2 separate regions of the Rattus norvegicus genome follow, and region 1 is linked to region 2. A link is a contact called in public Hi-C data. All regions are on one chromosome and are shown on one strand. The core of a region is the stretch at or near the end of the contact, and the rest is flanking DNA. Distances in the headings are between cores, read along the strand shown.

Region 1 (4,742 bases), core at 472-2,971, 120 kb after region 2:
CTCCGGAGGACACTTGCAGCAATAGGCAGGTCCAGACACAGCTCACAACCCTGCAGCCTGACTTGCTCTCTCTGGGGGGGCCACCGGGGCACCCTGAGAGGTTCCAGTAGGAGGAGTGTATCTACCTCACGTGTTCCCCAGGGTTTCATGTTGTTTCTTAGTGGGTCCACAAACAGGAGGGGGTTTTGTTGTTTGTTTGTTTTGTTGTGGTTGTTGTTTGTGGGCATTGTTTGGTTTTGTTGTTGTTGCTTGGTTTGGATTCTCGTTTGCTTTCTTAGCAAATGGAAACAAAAGTGTCTGTATTCTCAAGTTTTGTTCCTGGTTTGTTTTATTTGTTTTGTGAACTCCCAAATATTTATTCCTCATGGCACTCCCAGCCTATCCTATGCACCTGGGCCTCTCGACATCTCATTTGGTATTAGGGATCTTCAGCCTTCTGGCCAGCTACACTTCTTGTAAACAGTTCACTTGGACCCAGCCACACATGCTTTATTAGGTAGAGTGTATATTTCCCATGATGTCACACACTTGGTGACTGAATTGGATTCCTTCTTGGTCAGAACTTGGCAGATCCTGATCCTGGGCTGGGTGCTGACAGTAGGAGCTATACAGAGAGTAACTATGGTGTACACCTTGTAGACAGAGCCTTTGTTTCTTAGGTTTTTTGGTCTGAATGACTAGCCGTGGAGCCATGGGCTGTGAGTGAGCTTGCTTCCGTAGTAGGGTAACTCACTCCATAGGCCCTGCTGGCTCAGCTCATGTACAGCAACTACCACAGAAGGAAAGGAGAGGAGGGGAGGTCCTCTGTAGGAAGGGAAACCATATTTGAGCTGTCTCTGCCTTACCAGAGAAGGGAGAACAGCAAGTCTGTGTGGCATGGGAGGTGAGGCAGACATGTGCTAGGTACACAGGAACCTTTGTAAGATACTGTGTGTATTCTGTAACAGTGGGTGGACTGGTATTCTCTCGCAATTGTTGCTGTTGAAACAACTGAGATCCAGAGGCTGCCTTGCCCTGTTTGTGTCATGGGGTGAGCCCTTCGTCACTAAAGATTTAGAGGCATAGTAGAACAGCCTTGCGGTGTGATTCTAGCACAGAGGCATGTATGTGACAAAGTAAACTAGGATTTGCAGTGCCTACTGAACTCTGAAAAGACCCCGTAGGGACGTCCTGGTGGCCTCTGTGCATCCATTTGCCTTGGGCCCCACAGTCTTGATCCCTAGAACAGGTTTACAGTCCACTTCCTTCTGTTGTATGGCCCTTTGTTAAGATGGCGGTGTCAGTGTCATTCCTATCCCTTGGATGTCCTGCTGATGCCTCTGTTAATCTCATGACAGATGTTTTCCTTCCCAATCTTTCTCATACCTGCCAGCTTGAGCCTCTCCTCTCCTTCACAAGCTATATTCCACTCCCCCTCCTCCAGAAGCTCTTTTAGACCTAGCCTATCTTTTCTGACACCATCTTGTTCTGCATCCATTCAGGGACTATGAAGACAGATATAATATGTTCTGATATGGGGACCCTTGTTTCATTGTTAGTGGCTTGCTTTCCTATGTAGGTCAATTGGATGTGAATGGGGACAAGTCAGGCCTAGGACAGAGGTAGGGCATTGACCTTATTGAACTCATGGAGGTCGTTTGCCAGAAAGGCAGTCAGGGATAAGGAAGGTAGGAACTGGCAGTGTGCCGCTCACTGCTATACTCTGGAATGAGCCAAGCCTGACTCATCTATGCTTGCCCGGTCAGGAGCTTCTAAGCTTAGGGAACATTGCCCTCAGTGCCTGGGAAGGACACTGAAGGTGATTGGGAGATAATGATTGACTACATTCCAAGAAAGAAAGCAGAAACTGATTTCCCTATTCTATACACGCCGAGTCAGGAAACACAACACAAAAATAGAATCAAGCAGAGAAATCCTGAGTTAAATAATGCAGTGTGGCAGACACATTTCATTCTGAGAGCAAAGCCAGGAGCATGGTAGGCAGAGAAACGGACCATTTGCTGCACCCGCCCTCCTCTGCCAGCATCTTGCCTCTGCCCAGGTAAAATAAAGCATGTTACCATGACAACGGACATCTGGAATAGTCTGGGACAGCCCAACCACTTCTGCAGGCGGGCATGTGGGTGTGTGACAGTGGCTGTTTCTGTCCCTTGGTGCCTCTGTTGTCTTAGTCCTGCTCCATTGTGTTCTATGGTTCGCAGCCCCGGGGTTCTGGCCTCCCACTCACAGCACCCCATCCCTTCTTTCTGCCTAGCCCTCCTACATGGGACCCACTATATCCCTAGGATCCTCACACGCTTACACCCTGCCTCTGGCCACCTTCTGGTGATACCTCGATGCTACTGGGGACAACCTTTTGTACTCTGGGCCTCAGGGTTTCAGAGTATGTTCCTTAGATGATCTTTGAAACTGAGGAGAGAAGTTTGGGGATGGCTGAATCTTAAAGTCCTCCCACCCTCGACTTGGACCATCCATCAAAGCATGTTAACATTTAACTCTGTAAAAATCCTACAATAACCAACTTTCTCTAGTCTAACGTGGCATTTCCAACTACAAAATAACCTTATTCCCTTTGAGGGGGGAAAAAAAAAACTCCTGTGAATCCGTTAAAACCGTGCAGAGAGCTGTGCTATTGTTATGTGAATCCAACTTTCCGTACGCTTCCTGAGATCTGTCTCCCTCCTACGCCACATCCATCTGCTGCCCGAACTGGAGCTTGCTGCCTCCCGAGAGTGTGAGGCCTCCCTACTTTTAGTCAATGAAACATCAACGTCTCTCACTTTGGGCCTTCCTCCTTCCTCAGCCCTTGCTTTCCTGTCTACACAGAAGGAGAGCGGTTGGCATTTCTAGAAGGCACAACCCCCTCCCATTCCCCACATCCTTATCCTGTAGCTCCTACCACCGAAGCCTTGCACAGGTAGCTAAAGGCCGAGAACTTGCTGCACAAGTCGTTGGTTCTATTAAAGACGTGCATCTGTGATGCTTGTAATATGTCCGTGTTTCCTCTCTCATATGTTCAGCAACCTTGGGGTGCCATGCTCCATCTCTGCTGATCTCCTCAGGCCAATAGTGTGTTGGTTATTATCAGTGATCCGCCTTAGTGGATAGTCAGCCTCTGGACACCAGGGTCTTAAGTCTGTTTCTCCTGTGGTCAGCCATGATTTTGACCTCTGATATATCATCTGTAGCCTTGTTCTCCTGCCTTTGACATGTTTGGTTGACAGGATAGATGGCAGAGGGCCCATCCTCTTGGGATCGCCTGGTGTAGCAGAGCAGACCTCACCCTCCCCTGCTCCTCCTAGGCACATTCTTCCCCAGATCTACTCTGCCATCACAGAATGGGGCCCGGACAGACGCTGTCTCTCAGCATCTATCTTTGAAGCCCTTTTTGTCCCCATTCCTATGGAATGGTTTCTACTGGCAATGGTTGTGTGGCCTTGACCTCATTAGCCTACCTTGGCCTTGACAGGTGGTGTCGGTCTCTCATTTTGCTCTGAGGCAGGCTGAGCTAGCCTCCTCCGTGACTTTATTTTCTTCTCCCTCCTGGGTTCTGCAACGTGCCTTAGAAAGACTATCATCTGAGTGCTGGGTCCTTCGTCTTGTACCCTGTGAGGCCTCATGCCATCCATTGACCCGGCTTCCCAGCGTAATGCTGCTCTTCCTCTGCACTTCCTCCTCTTCTTTACTCTGGGATTTTGTTTTCCATTCTGAAAAAGACAAGTTCGACGCCGCCTCCCTTTCTGGCCTCTTGATCCACACAAGAGAGACACCTTTGGAGACAAAAGAGGCAATTTCCCACCTTTGAAGGCTCCTTACATACTCAGAACCTTACTTCGTGCTGTGCGTGGTTCTGTAACTCTTATCAATCACTCTCTCTGCTCGCCCTCTGCCCATGCAAGTCTCTGTTCCTCAGGGTCCCCTAGCCCTAGATATATGGTTATCCATGGAAGGTCAAAGAGAAAGTTAGCAGTTGTGACAGACAGATACAACACACACATACACACACACACACACACACACACACACACACACACACACACACACACACAAATGCTTACAGTGTTGAGATCAACGCTAGCAGAGAAGGATGTCTGAGAGCCTCCAGTTTCTGAGAATTTGTCTGTCTAACCCTTCTGTTTCCTTGAATCACAGTTGGGAGATAAGGACTCTCTCCTCCCAAGGCAGATGATATGAAGGTGGTTGTCGATGCAGAAAGCCAGGACTGAGAATATGAAAGGTCTAGAGTTGGAAAGTCTGTGGCTCATCTCTGTATCTGCACAAAGCCTCTGGAGAGGGAACTAGATGCTGATCATGCTTGGTGGTTTGATTTTGTTTAATCCTCTCTCGCCTGCAGCCTCCCCAGTCATCTTTGTGTGGTGTGGTGTGACTTGTTGTGGTGTGGCATGGTGTGTGTGTGTGTGTGTGTGTGTGTGTGTGTGTGTGTATGATTGCATGTGTGAATACATGAATGTGAGAATGCATGTATGTGTTTCCTCAATTACTCTCCACCTTGTTTTTTGAGACATGGGCCTTTATCTCAGCTAGCTCACTGACTGGCTACACTAGCTAGCCATCAAACATCTGCCTTTCTCTGTCTCTCAAGTGCTAAGGTCATAGATATACAACGTCATGTCCCAATTTTATGTGGGTGCTGGGGAATGTAATCTTAAGTCTTCACCTGTGTACAGTGGGTACTTTTTTCATGGAGTCACCTACCCGGTGTCCTTCCTCTGCAGCCTCCT
Region 2 (4,570 bases), core at 1,361-3,860:
GGGCATGAGGGCTGCCTGTCTGTTCCCCAGGTGATGCTCCTCCCACAGTCCCTCTCTGTCCAGGTCTTCTGTTGCGGTAGGAGTCTCACATTTCAAGTTTCATTTAAGAGGCTTTAGGAAAAAATGACTTTGGCATTCTTATTTGGAAATGCGCTCTCTGGCCAACTGTAAGCCACTGACCAATGGGACATATCAAAGGCTTGTTTGTCAGTCATCATATATTCTGTGCCTGTGGCATGCTGGCACTGCCCCTGCTTCTTGAGCACTGCTGTTAGCATAGCCCCACTGTGAAGGTCTTCCACCTCTCCAGGAAAGGTGCTACATTCTCTAGGGAATGTCAAGGTCCAGAAAACGTGATGAGGGGGAGCCAGCTCACACCTATGTACCATTTGAAACTTGTTCAACTTCTTGAAAGATGACTTTGGTTCTCTTTAGACAGGGAAGGTAATTCTTCTCCAACAGAGCTCTCGGGGTGGTTAGGGCCCAAAGGAGCTGACAGATGCGAAAGTACTTTGTGAGCTAAGAAGTACTGGCCACATGTGAGTGAGCCATAGAGTCTTGTTATTCACAAAAGGGAGGACTATGGACCATTTCTCTCCAGAGAGGAGAGGACTTTGCATTTTTGTGTTAATGACTCACGAGATTCTTGTCCATTTAAGGCAGTAACAAAATTGCACTAACAGAGCCTGAGAGGTATCTCCTTGGGTGGTGAGGACTCCGCTGTGTCCCACAGCTGCCCTTTAAGAGGTAAGAAGGATACTGGGCAGGGCAAGGGGTGGAGATTGTGGCTCCACCTACTTTCTCCCTCTTCCTGCTAGTTCCTGGACGTGCCTCCTGCCTAGTCTGAGTCCTTTAGAAACATGCAAACTATTTCTTTTGGCTCTTTTAAAGGAAGGCTTATGGGGCTCTGTGGGAATAGCAGAAATGAGTGGGGGTGGGCTGGAGAGCACCAAGACGCCCTACTTAAAGGATTGAAGCCAACCGAGAGTAAAATTCCAGGCTGAACAGCTTCCTCTTGGGTTTGACCCAATGGGTGATGAGTCCCAGAAATGGCAGATGCTGGAGGAGAGCCCCTTTGACTCCAGATGCCTGATGGAGACCAGGAGGCTGGGAGTAGAAGCTGCCATAGGTAAGCCGAAAAACAGCTGTGGGGAATGTGCACTTGGCTGTTGAATGGAGGTGCTCTACACCTGGAGTCCCCTCTGCTTTCCTTTCTGTGATCAGGATCCCCTGTCACCCGAGGGACAGCCTTCTCATGTAAGTGGCCAGCCTACTGACCAAGCAGCCTCAAGGGAGGCAAGAATAGAGCACTCTGCTCCTGCTCTTGAAACGTCTGCAAGCCTGAGTCAGTGTCCAGAGGCTGACGTGCTACAGTCAAGCGATAGTCAACGCTTCTCCTGCCTTCCACGTGGAAAGGTGTGGGTTACCTAGAATCCCTTGCTTGTTCTTTCAGTCAGTCGACACTCACTTGCATTAAAGATTGAAGTAAAAGTCACTTGAATGCTTCTGAGATAAGGCACTACATTAGGCACCTTGAAGATTAAGGAGCAGATCTGAACTCCATGTCGTTTATGTTTCGGTAAGGTAGACAAATTGTATACAGAAGAGAAAGTGGATTGAAGATGACGTATAAAGGAAGGAAGATTGGGGACGGCCTGGACTCTGTGGCATTTGAGTCAGACATTGGAAGATTTAGGGTTTGACCCTAAGAAGGGGTACGGAGAGAAGGGGCCCTGACAGGAGGTATTGGATCAGGGGCATAGGATTAGAAGGTCAGAACTATAGCGAACCATTTTGTAGGGGCAGGGGAGAAGGGCAAAGAGAACCTTTTGTCTGCTTCACTTACCTGTGACACCAGGAGCTTCCCTCCTTCGTGCTGAGCCTCATAGTTCCTCTGTGAATAAAATGCTGGTCTTTCCAGTCATAGAGGAGGAAGCTGAGGCAGAAGGCCAAGAGGTGTTAAGTAAGAACCAGGATTTGAACTTGAAAGTAGCATTGCAGTGCCCAGTCTCTCCTTAATAGAATCTCTGAGGGGAAGTAGGGAGAAAGGACCCACAAGCCCTTTTCTAGTTGTGAGGGTCTAACAGATTTGGACAGGGAGCACCTGAGGTCCTCACAACGAGGCAGTCGGACTCCTGGACTTTTTGGACTGATTCCAGAGTCCAGGATGGTTGAGCATCTGGCTTCTCATTCATCCAACTATTGGGAGAGCCACTGGCCTCTGTGTGGGAGGAGATACTAGAATGAAATTTTAAACGTGGCCTTCTCTGTGGATTTTCATTCCCAGGGCTACCTCAAACCTTGCTACTGTGCAAGAGCCCTCCCTGACTCCCTCCCCCGCACTCCAGCCTCCCCTGGGGTTCATGCAGGCTCAGTCTGCACACGGCGTGTTCTGCATTTGCTCCTTTGTTGCTGTGAAACGGGCTCACAGCACAGTCAGCCCCTGTGTGGGAGGACTGGTGGCTGTCTTTACAGGCAGGCATTTGCTTAGAGCAGGCTGCGTGTGAGCCCAACACCCGAGAATCTGCCCTCCTTGAGTCGGTGGTGGTGGTGGTGGTGGGATGAGGCTCTGCCCTGGAGACTGGCTGTGAAGGATGAGTTCAGGGTGGGATGACGGACCGCTTCTGGGACCAGTGGTATCTTTGGTATCTCCGCTTGCTTCGGCTTCTGGATCGAGGTATCCTGAGTGCGTATCTGGTCGTGTGTCTCTCTGTGTATGGGTGTATGTATATAAGCATATGTGTGTGAGAGAGGCATAGACAGAGAAAGGGATAGCAGAGATGGGAGTGGAGGGGCAAGAGAAAGAAGAGGGCATGGAGCAATGGCAAGCAGCCAACCTACAGCAGATGAAAGAGGGGCTGTTTTCCTGGGGACATGACCTAGCTGGGCGTGGGGAGCACAGAATCATTTGGGGGACAGCTGTACAGCACAGTCAGGTTTCTTGCTGGGGTTTTTCACCCAGCAACTTAAACTGTCTTTCGGGGCTCTCTACAGAGCACATGGGAAGTGATGCAGGGAGGAGAATGGTCCCTGCAGCTGAATGCTGGGGGAGACCTTTGCTGATCCCTCTCTCAGTCCAGCTCTGTGACCATAGCTGGATTTGTGTGTTCCTCTGAGCTTGTTTCCCCATCTGCGAAATGGGCATCCAGGCCCTATCTGCCATCGTTGTTGCTTCATTCCTGCATGTAAAATGTGCCGTCACCTCTAGTGTGCACACTAGGTACTCAGTTAATGCAAAGTTCCCCCGTGCCTGGCTCTCGTCAGCATCATAGAGCTACAGCACTCGTCCTGGGGACAGCTCCCTTTGTGGCCTGTCTGTAGATAGAGTCCTCGAGAATTTGTGGTTAGGGAAAAGAGAGCCAGCTCGACTCGTCAAGTTACTCTGACCTTAATACACGTCAGCCACCTTTATTGCTGCAATCAAATATCCTGGTGCTTTCCCACAAGTCCAGACCCTCCACTGTAAAGAAAGACCACTAGGAACTTCATGTAGCAATTGCTTTTTAAAATGTTGGCTGTGCATTCGAAAGCTTTTGGCTCCTTTAAGAAGTTTTGGCAAGAGCGAGACAAAATCTTTCATGAAAATATGGTCCTGGCAAAGCTCTGCTACCCACCTCAAACAATATCCCTCTCATCAGGGGTCGTCTCAGGTCCAGCCGGAGGCAGATACCAGGTGGAAGCAGAGCTGCCCAGAGCAGGTGTGCCGGGGCTTTATCGGAGGAGAAATCAAAGATGGAGGGACCCAAGCCAGCATACATGGGAAGCAGGCTTTCGAGAGCACCCAGAAACACCTCTGGGAAGCCAGACTTGAGATGAGATGAGGATAGAGAAGGGAGCCAGGACTTTGTGATGGTGGAGCTCAAAGATGGGGGAGGGTAAGACAACCACCTCTTTTCTGTGTGATCTCAGCAAGTTATCACCCCCCACCCCCATGTCTCTGTGTCTCCTCTCCTCCCATTATAAAAAGAGATGGCTACAGCAATGATGCCCATTTGAGGCGTCCCTGTAGGGGTTAAGTGAGAGGTCCCAGTGCCAGGAACAAAATGCCCCTTGACTGTTAGGGCTCATCAACATCTAGTTCCCACTCTCCTGCCGACTTCCCGGGAAAGGCAGGAACAGGTGGCATGCAGCAGCCCAGAGCTGAGTAAGCTGCGGAAGAGCTGTGAGAGGCATGGAAACAATGTATATTCTTGTGAACAGAGGCCATGCTCAGATTAGCATATCATACCAATTTAAAGAAGAAACTAGATGCCAAAATATAAGTTATATTTATTTTCAATTTTCACAAAATGCTGGAACCCATGAACTGCCAACTTGTTCCAAGTACTAGCTTCATTACTCTCTAAGGGTCCTTGAATAAATAATTTGTCTTCAGCTCATCAGTCTTGGCTCAAAAAAAATGGGAGCATTAGTAATACCTACACCATACAGTTTGCAGGATCTCACATGATGAATTTGTGGATTTTCGGGTTCCCTAAATAGCAGAAATTGGCTGCCAGAAATGTGCATTCGTGCCGGCACGTTTGACCGTAGCGTGCATTCGCTATGGTCATTCCTGTAAACAGTGTCT

The links. Hi-C and Micro-C count contacts between places; a contact is called where the count stands out from the background.
Region 1: a Hi-C map of the A7r5 cell line shows a contact between it and region 2, with 1.5 times the contacts expected there. The contact joins the enhancer-like site here to the promoter of Kalrn in region 2. A contact is called at or near these places in 2 of 12 Hi-C or Micro-C datasets (the A7r5 cell line and frontal cortex).

The regions. Positions count from the first base shown.
Region 1 is chr11:79,882,005-79,886,746 of GRCr8, forward strand. The region is part of intron 2 of Kalrn (kalirin, RhoGEF kinase); the gene reads left to right. Among named protein-coding and RNA genes, the nearest start is that of Kalrn, 120 kb to the left of the region's middle. Within about 2 kb of position 1,722, at least 23 of the 93 cell types and tissues checked have an H3K27ac peak or open chromatin away from gene starts, as enhancers often do. A contact at or near this core is called in the A7r5 cell line, where this site is marked.
Region 2 is chr11:79,757,551-79,762,120 of GRCr8, forward strand. It overlaps Kalrn (kalirin, RhoGEF kinase), which reads left to right and starts at 2,611. Exons shown (of 60, transcript NM_032062.2): 1 at 2,611-2,677. The coding sequence starts at 2,611.